Linked DNA regions of Oryctolagus cuniculus: region 2 is linked to region 1. Evidence: chromatin contacts called from public Micro-C data. All regions are on one chromosome and are shown on one strand. Each heading gives the region's core, a stretch centred on a gene start, on an enhancer-like site or on the middle of the called end of the contact. The rest is flanking DNA. Distances are from core to core; before and after follow the strand shown. Region 1 holds the start of SMIM15 (small integral membrane protein 15). Region 2 holds the start of LOC108177293 (translation initiation factor IF-2).

The links. Hi-C and Micro-C count contacts between places; a contact is called where the count stands out from the background.
Region 2: a Micro-C map of ear pinna shows a contact between it and region 1, with 4 times the contacts expected there. The contact joins the promoter of LOC108177293 here to the promoter of SMIM15 in region 1. A contact is called at or near these places in 3 of 6 Hi-C or Micro-C datasets (ear pinna, psoas muscle and an unstated tissue).

Annotation. Positions count from the first base shown.
Region 1 is chr14:82,007,322-82,015,038 of mOryCun1.1, forward strand. It overlaps SMIM15 (small integral membrane protein 15), which reads right to left and starts at 4,040. Exons shown (of 4, transcript XM_070056740.1): 1 at 3,904-4,040; 2 at 3,374-3,483; 3 at 2,674-2,827; 4 at 1-1,821. The coding sequence starts at 1,801. The coding sequence ends at 1,577. All of the region lies in intron 3 of NDUFAF2 (NADH:ubiquinone oxidoreductase complex assembly factor 2), which reads left to right.
Region 2 is chr14:82,190,375-82,198,091 of mOryCun1.1, forward strand. LOC108177293 (translation initiation factor IF-2) reads right to left here and starts at 2,665. Exons shown (of 6, transcript XR_011382059.1): 1 at 2,478-2,665. It overlaps ZSWIM6 (zinc finger SWIM-type containing 6), which reads left to right and starts at 2,791. Exons shown (of 14, transcript XM_070056741.1): 1 at 2,791-3,637. The coding sequence starts at 2,833.

The DNA of each region.
Region 1 (7,717 bases), core at 2,790-5,289:
CAGTTACCAGACAAGACATTTATAAAAGCCATGTTTCACGGTAACGTCGATACCCTACTGAACTGAAAGATCCTTTAGCTCTGTACTTCTAGTTATATAGAGCACATTCTTATTTTGACAGTTTATCCCCTCCACAGCAATTACTATTGTACTCAACAAAATTTTTCCAAATTTCAAGCCTTTTTTGCCACTTAGGAAGTATGACTTAACTGTTAACTCTTTAAGAGTTTTCCAAAAGAAATACGAAATTTTAATTTTCATCTCAAACCTGTTTGATCAAAAGGTACAGTTTATCACTGTTACTTGAGTTAAAGAATTGAATAAAAGTAGGATCTATACAATCAGCCAAATATCTGATAAGACACTTCAACCATTTCACAGCTCTAGTTAGCACAAGCATACAAGGCTACTTCAAAAAGTTCATGAAAAAATTGGAATTAAAAGATAAGTTTATTTTTGGTGCAAAAATATTTTTAAATCCATGCATAGATTTTTCATTTTTCTGTGAACTTTCAAAAGACCCCTCATAAATGGTTTCAAGGTGCTATGGCGATTGCATTTTACTTTAAGCTTTAAATCATAGTGTTACTCAACAATTCATCTCTAAGAAAATGGCAGTGTTCATAAGTACAAAAATTGTTATATCTAGTGGGTGGTATTTTACAGTCAAGATACTGAGAATTCTTTATAAAATGCAGAATGTGTTAATTAACAGTTGTCTCAAAGGCTAAAATCAGAAAAATGCAGAAAATGAAATACTCTTTTGCTTTGAGAAAGCCAGAAATGACCCTACTCTAAGAAATAAGCAATAATGACAAAAGATATGATTAATTACTGTATCTCTTTTAAGCCAAAGCACATTTTTCAGCTCTGAAGACATTTTTTTCATTCTTAATAATGTTGGTCCAGAATAGGACCCCGTTATAAACTAGCACTTGAGGAGAGCTCGCAATTTAGTCATTTCTCTCCACAGGATGTTTTCATTTCGGTACCTAAGCCATAAAATGGCATAAGACTAGGTCAGTTACAAATTTGTGCTACAGGTTGAGTATCCCTTATTTGAAATGCTTGGGACCGTTAAGTGTTTAAGAATCTCCTGAATTTTGGAAATGTCTGCATATACGTAAGATATCTTGGATATAAGATCCAGGTCTAAACATGAAATTGATCATTACACACACACACTCTCTCCTCCTAGCCAGAAGGTCAATTTATACAGTATTTGTAGTGTGCCTGTGTTTTGGCTGTGACCCGTCACAGAAAGTCAGGTGTGGAATTTTCCACTTGCGGCATCATATCTGTGCTCACAAAATTTCATATTTTAGAGTTTCAGATTTGTAGATCAGAGATACTCCATTTGTATACAGATGCTAAGTTAAAGTAACTGTCAGTAGATACCAACAAACTTCTACACCCAAGTCTTAAAAGTTAATACAGTATTGAGGTCAGACATTATTCTGTATGTTCAGATTTGATTTATTAAATACTGTCAGATCCAATGACACCTCGGTGGTCCCGCCGAAGCTGCTTCATTTTCCAATGATTTCTCCTCTGGTTGCAGAACCTGTTGATACCTTCAGTCCTTTTTCAGCCGCTTAGCTTTTGCGATATTTTCTTGACGTTTTTGTTTCTTCTTTTGCTCCTTCTCCCTGGCTTCAATCATCTTGGCCAGCTTCCAGGAGAGGACCGCGCTTGCTAGGAACAGCGGGGTGAGGGCCAAGATAACTGTTGTAAGGAAGCCATACGGGTCCTTTGCAGCCCACTCTACAACATACTCAGCCCAGGCCTTTATGTCAAACATCTCGGCAGCAGTCAGGAAAACTGGTCAGGGGGGAGAAACAACAACAGGGCAAAGACTATGTGGTTAATCAAATTTTAAAAAAGTTATACCAAACTGACAACCAGGTAACTCAGAATTTCATTATGATTCCTTAGTTCATTTTTAAAGTACTAAGTAGTACTATTTTAACCAGAACTAATAGCTCCAGGAAAATAATTCAACTAGACAACCAGATTAGGGACACTTAAAAGATACAAAGTTATGGAAGATAAAAAGTAAAAGCCACTTGGAGTCTGTCATACAGAGTATGCATTCTCACATGCTTCCTACAGACTTTTATAACTTCTTGAGTTTTACAAGCTCATTCCAGGAAACAACTGAATCCTGTTTGTCATTCATTAACATATCCTTAGTACTACTGAGTACTAATTAACAAAAGTACCAATCATCAATCGTGTGAAATGCTCTCACAGAAAAGCAGGCAATGGATAGCCATTTTCAGGAGTGGAAGAGAGGCTAAGAGAGCCACCATAACATCGACATTCATATACCAAAAGGCATAAGCAAAAAGTTATGTGCTATTTTATGCTATTTTATGCCCTTTGAGCTTTGAAGATCTCCATTGAAATAAACATAATTTAATCCACGAGAAGAGCAATGATGGCAGGTGCCCTGCATTTTGATCCCTTCTGAGTTGGTAAGGAAGATGGGTCCAGCAAGTGAGGCTGGTGTGGACTTGAGTTCCATTTCCCATTTTGCCCCAAAGGCTTTTCTACCTCCCACATTTGTGTCAACTCCTATTCAAGATGGAGAATTAGAGTAGCTGGGTAGGAAATGGGTGTACAGACAGCCACTTACGATTTCAGCTTGGATTACAAAAAATCATCATTTACCTTATGCTTGAATGGTGATCTCTTAACTTTGCCCAACGATCATCAGTGAGCCAGTTACAATTTCAGATGACCCTCGGTTTTTGGTTTTTGTCACCTCCTCTAGTTCTACTGTATGCTTGCTTCTGAGACGTGGGAAATCTATGCCGGTGATGAGCTGAAAACTGAGAAAAGAAAAAGCACTTAAGTTGCAACTTTCAGGCTACTTGCAATAAAGTGTTAAATGGAAACTGAATTCTATATATGCAACCTAAAACTGACAGGTAAAATTGCTTCTCAATTATAAGCATTTAATACCTTGCCTTTATTTGAGTTTACTACAACTGCCAATGTCCTCTAAGAAATTCCTATTACTGGAAATCAAGTATTTTAAGTTACTTATTTCAAGAATAAAATTATCGATGACGTTCACTAACAGTAAAAAAAAAAAAAAAAAGTTGGTAGTGAGAAGTTACACGGTATTGTTCACTGGATTTGGGTACATCATTACCAACTCAAGCACCTGGCACAAGCAAGGGTTATCTGGTGTACAATTCAGGTCCTTTATAGGAAGAGACAGACCAAAGAAACTTAAATTCATCAGCAATCCCATCCCCTCAAGGCAACTGCCACTTTCATGTCTTTCCATGGTTTCTTCTAATTTTCAACGAAAATCGATTTTCAACCAGAGCACACCCAGGTGTCCTCCCACTTCATTAAATACCTTCGCCCAGACTTCCTACGCCACACGGTCGAACCAGGCTCTTCTGGGATGGATCTTTCTCCAGGCCGACGAGTTAACTACTTCAAGTTTCAGAGATAAGCAAAAGAACTCTGCAATAAAGAGGGGGGTGAAGCAGGAGTCAAGGACCCGTCTTAGGGCAGAAGTTTCAGCTGGGAACACAAGGAAACGAGTTACTGTCCAAAAGGCGCACACGCATCTCCCCTGTCTCCTCTGGGACCTGGGCGCCTGTCTCGTCTCCGTCCCCCGCAAACTGGTCGGCGGGGCTTCCTCTCGCCACCAGCCCTGCCAGGCACCCCACGAGGTAAGGGGGTGCGGGGCCCTGGGCCGCCGCCCGCACTCGCTCCTTTGTCCTTTCCTCCTTCCTTACCCCATCGGGGCCCAGGGCGCTCGGGGCCACGTTCACCGCTGCCCCCGGGCCTGCAAAACGCAGGCTTCCTCGACCCGCCGCGGCCCGGGCGGGGCGCGCACAGCCCCGCAAGCCCGGGGGCCCGCGGTCGACCCCGCCGCACCTTGCGACGCCAGCTCCGCTCCGCTCCGCTCCGCACGGCAGCGGCCGCCACCAGGCTCCACTCCCGCGCGCGCCGGGGGCCCGGACTCCCGCTCCCCGCGCGCCGCCCGGCCGGAAGCAGGAAGGCGGAAGCCGCGGCCCTCGCGTCCCGCCCACAGACGGGCCCCGCCGGGACCTGGGCGTGGGGAGGGCCGGCGGCCAGTTCCGGCTGCGCGGGGGCTCGCTGGGCCCCGGGACCTGGACTTCGAGGACGCGGAGGGGAGGGAGGGCCCGGCGGCGCCGAGATTTCCGGGGAGCGGCAGGTGAGGCCGCGCGGCGCGGGGACTCCCCGCGGGGACCGCAGCCCGACGCGCTGGCCGCCGGCCGGGCGCGAAGGGGTGTGCGACCAGGCGCTGTGCGGCCTCAGGCCTGCAGGAGCGGGTCCGAAACTATGGGGTCTTCCGCGAGGCCGGCCGGGGGAGCAGCACCCGCTGCTGCTGCAGCCGGAGAGCCGGAGGGTCCCGGGGGCGTGAGGTCTCCGGCCGCGGGAGGCCCAGACCCCAGACCCCGAGCGGCGGGGGGGAGGCAATGGTCCCCGGCCCTCACCAGCCGCCGGGTCCAGGCGATGGTGCCCTGACGGATGCTGGCGAGCTGGTGGAGAACCGGCCCGGACGATCGCGAAGTCCTCACGTAGAGCAGACAGACAAAGCAGCCGCGGAGCCGTGAGGGGTCTCCTGAACCTCGTCATGAAGGGGCGATGCAGCCATGCCGCGTGAGAACGGCGTTCTGTTGTTTGTTTGTTTTTAATTTAAGAACTTCACTCATTTCACAAAAGAATGATCGATACTTGTCCAAAGTAAACTTGATAAATAATTAAACTGCCAGGGCATAGAGTTCCCACAGAGGTACTTGTTCTTTCAATACACAAATACAGCGATGCAAAAGTCAACAAGCAGAAAGGGTGAGTTAATATTGTCTTCTGATCTTCAGGAACTGAAAGCTTAGCTCTGCTTTGGTTGGTGACCAGATTTTGCTGTTGCTTGCACGGAGCTGCTCTGTTTGATTACCTCTGGCAAATGTTGCAAGACCTCTTCGCTGTTGTGTGCCAAACAAAGCAGGTTTTTATTCTTGAAAGACCATAGCATGTTCTTTGAGGAGCAAGCTGTGACATGTATAACTAGTTTAGGTATAACAACAGTAACTATTATTTACCAGGGAACAGGCTTTTGGCAGATAATGTAACGATCTAAAATACTGTTCCTTGGGCATATGTTAATGTTTGCATGTTGTATTACCAGCAGTTGTCTTACTCATTCTTGTTTGAAAACCTGGATGATGGTTTCAAAGTCTGCCTGCCTAGACCTCGCCTGTACCTGTGGTAGCCAGAAAGAGCAGACTCAGTCGCAGGATTGTGTGCACTGAAAACTTTACTCGCTAGAATTATCTGGATTTTTTTTAAACACCCAAGCAGTGAATCAAAGAACGGCTTTGAATTTATTATTTTAACACCGTTTCTTCCAGAGGCCAGTTTGAATCCTGGGTAGACGGTTTTTCCAATCACTTCCTCCCAGGAATTGTTCTGGTACATCTCAGGTTAAAAGCATAGGAGTCCCAGGCAGGAAGAAAAGGCACACAAGTCGGAAACCTCTGTAGGCAGGTCTTGCCTGCAATCTAGCCCGTGTCTTCAACAATCGAATTTCACTGATCTAGCTTCTAGTTACGGAGCAGGCTACAAGCCCAGGAACGATTACCAAGGGTTACTTTCTGCAGTGAGTCTGAACTTGGGGGCTGAAGGTCACGGATCCTGTCTCACCACTAGCCTGAATTTGCTGATGCATCACTCGGAACCTGTTTCCTCTTCTGCACACTGGGTGATCTCTAGTGGCTTTTCAGCTTTTAAAAACCTACAAATTAAGGCCGGCGCCGCGGCTCACTAGGCTAATCCTCCACCTTGCGGCGCCGGCACACCGGGTTCTAGTCCCGGTCGGGGCGCCGGATTCTGTCCCGGTTGCTCCTCTTCCAGGCCAGCTCTCTGCTGTGGCCAGGGAGTGCAGTGGAGAATGGCCCAAGTCCTTGGGCCCTGCACCCGCATGGGAGACCAGGAGAAGTACCTGGCTCCTGCCATCAGATCAGCGCGGCGGCCATTGGAGGGTGAACCAACAGCAAAAGGAAGACCTTTCTCTCTCTCTCTTTCTCTAACTGTCCACTCTGCCTGTAATTAAAAAAAAAAAAAAAAAAAAAAAAAAAAAAAAAACCACACACCTACAAATTGAACAGACTCGGCTATTTTTTTGCCTTTTGCTTCATCAACAGCAGCATAGTAAGATATTTAGAAGAAACAGCATTGCCAGTTTTCTTTAGGTCTTCCTTGAACAGATCCTTAATCAGGTTTCTATTCTGTCTTAACTATCTTTCAGAATACCAATTTAGGGGCAAGTGTGAGGAGCAAGTGTTTGGCACAAGAGTTAAGCTGCACTTAAGACACCTGCATCCTGTATTGCAGTGCATGGGTTTCAGTCCCACCTCTACTTTGGAATTAGCTTCCTGCTAATGTGTATCCTGGGAGCCAGCAGGTGATAGCTGAAGTACTTGAGTCTCTACCACCCATGTAGGAGAAACATTAAATCCTGGTTCCTAGCTTCAGCCCTGCTCAGCCCTAGTTATTGTGGGCATTTTGTGAGTAAACCAACTTCAGGTATACTTATATGACTTTAAAGAATTAATTTTATTACTATTTCAAAGAGGATAGTCAAGAATTTTTTAAATGTTCATTTATTTGAGAGACAGAGCTCCCATCCAGTGGTTCACTCCCTAGATGCCCACAATAGTGGGGACGGTAGTACAAAGCCAGGAGCCTGGGCCACAGTCCAAGTCTCCCATATGGTTAGCAGGAACCCACTTACTTGAACCACCACCACTGCCTCCCAGGGACTACATTAACAGGAAGCTGGAATCAGGACCCAGCGATGAGTGTGGAACTCAGGCACGCCAGCATAGGATACAAACATGTTCACTATCCACCCGCATTTTTTTAAAGCTACTTAATGAGTCTTTACTGTGTGCCAGGTACTGAGCGTCATGCTAAAATCCTGAGACCAAAGCCACAGAGCAGGAACTAGAGACCTAAAAAGTTAGACTATTCCAAACACATACAGACAAAATCCTTCCTCTTCTTTAATGTTCACATACTTGGTCAAAAATGCTAATTTTGTAAAATGAAAGTATGTTTTTTGACTGTATAATGGTTATGCAATAATAACAACTAAAATCCCTCCATGCTTCCAAACTGCCTGTTGCCCAGGTGGTGGCAGCATGTCTCAAAGAGCCAGTGCTGGGGAGGTTTTTTGCAACCTCGCCAGTTGAAGGCTACTTCATCCAGCACATGTGACCTGTCAACCTCTGACTTCCTTGTTTTGCCTTTCTCTGCTAGTAGGCCAGTCCCTCAGTGGGTCATTCCCGTTCACCTCCCCTCTGAATCAGTCGTAACTCTGCCCATTTCCTTTCAACCTGCTGTACTTGCAGAGTATCACCAAATTAGTTTCTGGAAAACTCATGCAGGCCTGTCCAGCTAGACAAAAGAATGTTTTTCAATTACTGTTATTTATTTTTAACCATTACTAAGTGTTATTTGGCATACACACTTCCAAAATTAAATATGATCTAATGCTATCAGGAAATACTTGTTCAAACTAGAAGGCATGCGTCTTCCACTTATGGCCAGTTAAGGAGATAATGAAAAGTTTCTGAAAGAGAGAATGTCTTCAAAACAAGAACCGGGAGATTGGAGGTCAGGGCTTCTGGGCGGCCACCTTCCCCCGCTTCAGGTTCTCAGATGT
Region 2 (7,717 bases), core at 1,415-3,914, 180 kb after region 1:
GTCTGGACTCCTTCCAGCAGCCGCGGAGAGGGCCTTGGGGAAGTGGTGACACCGTCAGAGATGTACTTTGGGAAACACAGCAGCTGAGTGGGAGATGGTGTGGAGGAGGAAAGCCTATGCAGACACACCAGCCAGGAGGCTCCCGCAGAGCGAGGAGGAGGAATAATCGACTATGAGCAGTGAAGAGGGGCTGGGATAGACAACACAGCACGCCGGGTGTGGGAGCTGCAGGCGAGAGGCAGTCAACAAGGCACAGGGTGGCAAGCCTTGGAAAGGGGGTGTAACAGTCACCAACACCCAGGGGAGACTGGGCTCTGGGAAAGGTGGTACTTTGCGTCTAAGGTGGCCAGGGGTATCCTGGTGATCTTGGAAATGTGAACTGGCCTCCAGGAAGAAACTAGTGAGCCGAGGGGCAGACAGTACTGTTGCGGGGACAGCTGTAGGGTGAATGGTTCCCGAGAGAGAGGAAGGGCCATCAGCCACCACAGGTTGCAGGGCAGGGTTACATTGAACATTTCGGAGGAAGAAAAGATGACCCGGAGACAAGGGAGGCAGGGCAGCGCCAGGGAAATCCTGAGAGCCCGGCCCAGCCGTGGCTGCAGGGGAGAGTGGGCGCAGCCCTCAGAGAACGCTGTGGGCAAGGGGTCATGCCTCTGTGTGTGTGTGGGGGGGGGGCGGGGGGCGAGGCGAAGCTGCATTTGTCTTTGAAAGTTAAACTAGATCTTTCTAGGGAAGGGCGACGCCTTAAACCCACTGACATCTCTCAACGTTAGGCCCCTCCAAAGGTGTCCATTTTCCTGTTCGAGGTAAATTAATCTTTCCCACTACCACCCCCTAGGACCCTGAGTGAATCACTTGTCCCGCCTGGGGGCACCCGTTTGTCATCTTTAACTCTGCAGCTCAATAACTTTGTGGGTGATCTACAAACCATATCTGTTAAACTCCTACCATGGCCGTTGCTGAAGGCAAAATAGAGCCCAAGTTGTAGTTTACCCTTTTAGCTTACTTTCTTGTCCTATCACCTAAAAGGTTTAAAAACATCAAAAACTACTTTTATCTTTAAAAGACATCCAGGAACAAAACAAATGGAGAGAGACTTCGCCTTCGATTTGTCCAAAACGAGCCTTCTGTCCGGGCCTTTTCCTAGGCGTGGAGGAGGTGCCCAGAAAAATACCAGACGGATGCATAAAAAACATCGTGTTACCAAAATTTTCCTCGCAAGTAAGGCAGCCATGGAAAGTCCGCCCGCGTCGCAGCCCCAGGGACCCGCAGCCCAGGACTCGCGACGGAGCCACGCAAGGCTCAGGGTCTGCGGGATCGGCCTCCGCGCGTGATTTTTCGTGGCTGTGCGGGCGGGCAGGAGGGCGGCAGCCCGTGGCCTTAAGAGATGCGAAAGTGTCAAAGGAGATAGGGTTTATCGCCGACAGCGGGACACTATCTCCAACGCTGTTGACAGTAAACACAGAGGGGGCGGCGGAGGAAGGCAGTCCCTAACGCGCGCGCCGGCTCCGCGCGGGGCGAAGCGTGTCCGCGGGAACCCCGCTTCACAGCGGGGCTGGCGGCTCCGCCTGAGCCGGCGCCCTCGCCCCTCGTCCGCGCCCCTGCCCCGCCGGGCCCCGGGAGGAGTGGCCGCCCGCGACAGCCAGCGCGGCGCGCGTCCCGAGCGCCCGCCCGGCTCCGGGCAGGGCCGCAGACCCGAGGGCGCACGGGGTGCGCTCGCAGCCGTGTCCGCCGCCGGGCGCAGCCGAGCGGCCCGTGGGGGTGTCGCCCGCCCCCGCGGCGTGTGTACTCACAAAGGTGTGTTTGCTAAACGCACTGCCCCGGTGCACGCTCCACCCCGAGCAGGGTCTCCGGGCGCGGCTGCTCCAGCTTCCCGGCCGCAGGCGCTGGGGGAGCGAGGCGGCGGGGCGGGGCGCGGCGCGGCGGCTGCGGCTGCGGCCGGCTCGGGACGCGCGGCCGGCGGCTCCGGGGTAGGTTGCGAGCGCTCTGCGCATTTTCTGGCATTTGGCCGGCTCCGCGGCCAGAGCGGACGGCGGGGCTCAGCGCTTGCGGAGCTGCAGCCACGCGGAGCAGCGGAACGGACGCTCCTTGCCCACCCGGGTCTGCGAAAGTGAAGTGGGGGAAAAAGCCGCCGCGCGCAGCCCCGCTCCCCGCCGCCGCCGCCGCAGCCTCGGCCGGGGGTGGGGGAAGTTCCCCCGGACTGGCTGGAAGGGAAGCGGGCAGCCGGGCGGCCTCGGCCGCGCCTCCTCCGCCTTCCTCCCCACCCGCGTCCCCCGGGCTCCATGCCGCATTTCTTTGTTTTGAAAGCGCCTCCTCCGCCCAGAGGCTTTTCCCCAACGGCGGGCAGGCGGACGGGGGTGGGGCGGGGTGGGGCATCGCCCTGCGGACCCCGCCCCCCATTTAGCTCAGACCCCTCCCCTTTACATACCCCCATTTTCCCTGCCCTCCCCGCTGCGACCCACGAGGCGCGTCCTCACTTGTCGGACATCAAAGACGAGCCGGGAGCTGGAGGGGGAAGTTGAGCAGGCAGGGGGCGCAGGGACCCACCCACCTCAGGCCCGGCCCGGCGGCCCGCCCCCTCCCGCGGGAACCCCGCCTGGGCCCCGCCTCCCGCGTCACAGGAGCCTGACATTCTCACAACCCACCGCGCATCCAACCCGGCCGCCCCCGCCACCCCCGTGTCCGCGGAGTGCTCTATTTATGTTTCAGCCCAGCGATTTGCATAGGCCCCGCCCCCAGCCCCAGGTTCCCCCTATCGGAGCCCCGCCTCGACTTCGACGTCAGGCAGCAGGCCCCACCTCCTGTGCCCGTACAAGGAGCGGCGGGCCCTAGATGGCAGCGTGGCGTCGCGACGGCGTGTGCGTGTCGCGCTTCCTTGTGCCGTTTATAGGGTCCCGGCACTTCCGCTGTCGGGTTAGAAGCGGCGCGGTCATGGCGGAGCGCGGACAGCAGCCTCCTCCCGCGAAACGGCTCTGCTGCCGGCCGGGCGGCGGCGGCGGCGGCGGCGGCGGCGGTGGCGGCGGCGGGGGCAGCAGCGGCGGCGGCGGCGGCGGCGGCGGCGCGGGTGGCGGCTACAGCTCTGCCTGTCGGCCCGGCCCGCGGGCGGGCGGCGCGGCGGCGGCGGCGGCGTGCGGGGGCGGCGCGGCGCTGGGGCTGCTGCCGCCGGGCAAGACCCAGAGCCCCGAATCGCTGCTGGACATCGCGGCGCGCAGGGTGGCCGAGAAGTGGCCGTTCCAGCGCGTAGAGGAGCGCTTCGAGCGCATCCCGGAGCCGGTGCAGCGCCGCATCGTCTACTGGTCCTTCCCCCGCAGCGAGCGGGAGATCTGCATGTACTCGTCCTTCAACACCGGCGGCGGCGCCGCGGGCGGCCCCGGCGACGACAGCGGCAGCCCCGGTGGCACGGGCGGCGGCGCGGGCGGCGCGGGCGGCGGCGGCGGCTCCTCGTCCTCGCCGGCCGCCACCTCAGCCGCCGCCGCCGCTGCCGCCGCTGCCGCCGCCGCCGCCGCCGCCGCGGGGGCCGGGGCCCCGTCGGTGGGGGCCGCCGGGGCGGCGGACGGCGGCGACGAGACGCGGCTGCCCTTCCGCCGGGGCATCGCGCTGCTGGAGGGCGGCTGCGTAGACAACGTCCTGCAAGTCGGTGAGTCACGGGGCAGCTGCAGGCCGTCTGTCCGGCCGTCCGGCCGTCCGTCCCGGGGGGAGGGCCGGGGTCTCCCGCTCCTCCTTTGCGGACAGCCCCCCCCCCCGCCCCAGCCCGAGGCGCGCCCGCATCCCCGCCCGGTGCCCTCACCGGCCCGGACTGTCCTCGCGAACGGAGCGCCCATTTCCTCCCGCCCCGGTCTCCCCGGACGGGCCGGCGCGAGTGCGAAATGAATCAGCAGGACGCGCCCCTCCGCGGGGTCGGCTGGGTGGGTGCAGGCGCCCCCGGCCCGCGCTCCTCTCCCCGCCCTCCTCCCGGGGAGCACATCCCAGAGGGGCCGCTCGCCTGTTTTCGGGGGTGGGGTGGGGTGGGCGCGGACAAAGGCGCGGGCGGACGGCCGGGCTCCGGCGAGGGTAGAGTGGCGGGGCCGTGCGGGGCGGGGGAGGGGGCGCGGGCCGCACAGACAATGCCGGCCGGGGCCGGGCCGCTCGGCGCCCCCCCACCCCGTCTCCCCCTGTCTGTCGCTCGCTCCTCTTTCTTTCTCTCCCCCGCCCCCCGCGATCTGAGGGGAGGGGAATACATAATCCATTGAAAGCCGCTCGGCGGCCGCTCCGCTCCGGGCTCCGACGGGCGAGCGACGGTGGCGCTCGGGGCGCTGCGGCGTCTGGCCCGGGCGGGCTCCGGCCGGCCGCCCCGGCCGCCCCGGCCGCGAATGCCTTTCCCTTAACTGTGGTCCTCCGGGACCCCCGAGCGGCGCAGGAGACCGGCGGCGGCGGGCTGCACCGCGCCTCCGGAGGGCCCTCGCCCCGCAAGGCTGCCCCCTGATGAAGGGGCGCGAGCCCGGGCCGGAGCCGCTCGCGTCTCCCGGTTTGCGCGCGGCCGCCGGAGTTTGGTGTGCGCTGGGGGGTCCGCGGGAGGTGCCCGCGGCCGGGGCTGCGCGGGCGCGGGGCGGAGGGCTGCCGCCGGCTCCCTCGGCCGCCCGCCACGACCCCGCACTTTGTTCTCTGTCGCAGGTTTGTGTCCCTTTCCATTTTTTGTCACTCTCGGAAAAGGGGAAACCAAACAAAAGAGTCTCTCTATTTCTTTTCAGGGCTTGTAAAGTAGAAGATATTTGACAAAGGCGAGAGAAGGACTTGGGATTTAAAAGCTGCACACAGCCCTCCTTTCTCTGGCAGAGTTTTCTTAAATGCCCGGTCTAAAAGCGGCTCCGGCACCCCCTTCTCCGTGTGCGTGTGTGCGTGTGTGTGTGTGTGTGTGTTTTCTTTTCCTGTCCAGTTATCTCTTTCAGCCCTAGAGATGGGAATGTTGGAGCCGGAATGAAAAGAACAATGCTGTAGTGAAACTCCCCTCTCTCCGTGTTTTTCTGCTGGTTGCAAATGGCATATTTTCCCACCCCCTCCCACGTTAGTCTACTTGAAATGGTGGTGGACAGGATACCAAATGAATGGGGATAGATTTGGAAGCATCTCTGTCTCTTTGATTTTAAACTTAATCTCCTCTGTTTTTTTCTGTAGTCAGTTCCTTTTATCTTTCTCTTTTGGGAGTGGGGTGGGGGTCTGGATGAGGGCCCCAAGAGAGAATTAAGATTTGTTTTAATCCTGTCTGGTTAATTTGAATTCTAATGCAATCTGCAAACGTGATTTTCTGCATGGTCATTTATTTCCAAAGGCAGCCCCCAGTTCCCCAGTGTTGCCTTTTCTATGCCCAGCAACCTTTCCTTCTGTCTGGAGGGGGGTTAGCTTTTGCGGCTCTCTGTCCCCCTCCCCTTTTTTAAAAGTCTAATTAACATTCTTTCAGGTTACACCTATTTGGGTGGTTGGGGAGAGGGTTGTTTGTTTCCTGCCTAGTTGAAACGGATGGAAGCCGGTCTCTGGGTTCTCAGTATAACAGACTAGAGTCTGCGGAGTTTTATGGCTTGGCTGGCCGTGTCGAGGGTTTTTTTCCCCCCTCTGTGCTTGACTCTGCTTGCAAGCAATGAGGAATGACAGGAGAGCACATAGGGAGGGTTTCTTGGCTGATTGCATTTAAGCCAGGAATTCACTGTGAAAATAAAGCCAAGGGGCGATAAATAAAAGATGCAATCTTCTCTAGGAGACAGACACACAGCGTGGGCTTTGCCTGCTTTCATCAGTGGAAGAGGCCTGGGTGAGTAGTTGTAAAAGAAAATAGTAACTTTCTGAATAGTCCCCGAAGGGGAAGGAGGCCACTGCATGGAATTGGCAGCAGTTGACGTGAAGTGCTGTGATGCTCCCAGAGTAGTTTGAAGAGTTGACCACCACTTTGGAAACACTTACATATGCGCTAAACAAGTGCTGTGCAAATTGTGGAAAGTATTCTTTTTTCCCTTCTGAGTTCTGCCAATTTCCTTAACTTCCAAGTTGTATGACTTGTTGTGCCAGTCGGCTTAGAGATGGAAGGCTGTGAAATGCCTGGCAAGCTGGCACTGTAAGGAAAACTTATGACCAGGTTTTTTTTTTTTTTTTCCTCTTTGTTTATTTATTTTGCTTATTTATTTATTTTGCCCCCTTGATGGGGGAATGGAGAGAGTGGCTACATTAGCCATCTAATTTAGCTTTTAAGTCGTGGTTTGAATTCATACACAAACTCAAGTGGCTTATTTTATAATTGTGACTTGAGGTAGAATTTTACTTAGAACCTGAGATGGAGAAGACCAGTATACTGCGTTGATAGCACAATAATCAGTTTTTTGGCATTGTGAAATTGCAAGTTTGTTTATACAGGAAGTATTCAGTGACTTTTGTAGCAGTGACTAGATTATAGCAACAATAGGGAAGACCTAGTTATTGGGCTTTATTTTGCATTTATGCTGTTGAAGATGACCTGAAGATTGAGGTACAAAAGAGTTGTGGCTTGCCAGAAATTAAACCTGCTTGGTAGTTACTATTTTCAACTCCTTGGAAGGAATTGAAGCCTTTGATATGGTAGTTGATCATAGGGAAGTTTCAGAGACAGCGTAACTGACTTATTTCTGTTAAATAATGGTATTGGAAGGGAGCTGCCTCTGAGGGTATTGGCACCTCCATATTGTTGACAGTATTTAAGCGATGATGTAGAAGTTACATAAACACTTTCTTCCCAGTTTTTGCCTGAGAAAGCTCCATAGTATAGCTCGAAACTGAAACTGTGCGGAAGCATACACATAGGTTTAATTGGATAAAACTATAAACATTTCTGTAGTGCTGAAAACATCACAAACCAAGTTAAGCATCTAAACTGGAGGAGTATTTACAGCATGTTTGATTGAACGCTGGCAGAAAACTTGTAAAAATTTGGTAGAAAAGAGAGAGAAGAGTAACACAATAGAAAATACATTTGCGATAAGGCAATGCAACTGGTTGATAAACACTCATCTTCACTCTTAAGTAGACACAGGTGAAAACGACATGTCCTTTTCATTTACAGCATTGTAGAAGGTTAAAAGGACAAGCAGTACCCGGAATTGGTTGAGGAGATGGGAGAAGTGGATGCTGCCTGCCCTGCTGCTTGCCACAGTGTCCTCTGTAGGAATTTATCCTTCGCACAAAATCGAAGTCAGTGCATGAAGATGTTCTGAATAGTGGTGCTCATTGCAGCGTGGCTTACAGTCCTGAAAAGCTGGAATCAGTGTAATTCTCTATTAGAAGGGAACTGATTAAGAAGAGCCTAATGTAATACTATGCAATTGTGAAAAAATAAAGACGTTTTAAATTTGCTGAAAGGGAAAAGTGATCAGAATACATCATTTAAAAACAAGTCCCAAACTTCATGTAGAATGCTGTAATTTGTGTGCATGTGTGTGTGTGTTAAAGGATTGACTTGTGTGCAGATGCATAGAAATGTCTGGAGGACTACACACGACTCTAGTACCTGTTGGAAAAGGGCAGTGAAGAAAATGGACAAGATTTTGGGAGAATTTTACTTTCACTTTATGGGTATCTTATGGATGGACTTTTCTAAGACTAGGAAGATGCTTATTTTTGTAATAAACTTAAAAACTTATTGAATTTTTTATTCATTTTTATTGTTTGTTTTGGTGTGTTTGCATGTGTTTCTGTGTACTCAAGTCGGTGAGTGCATGTC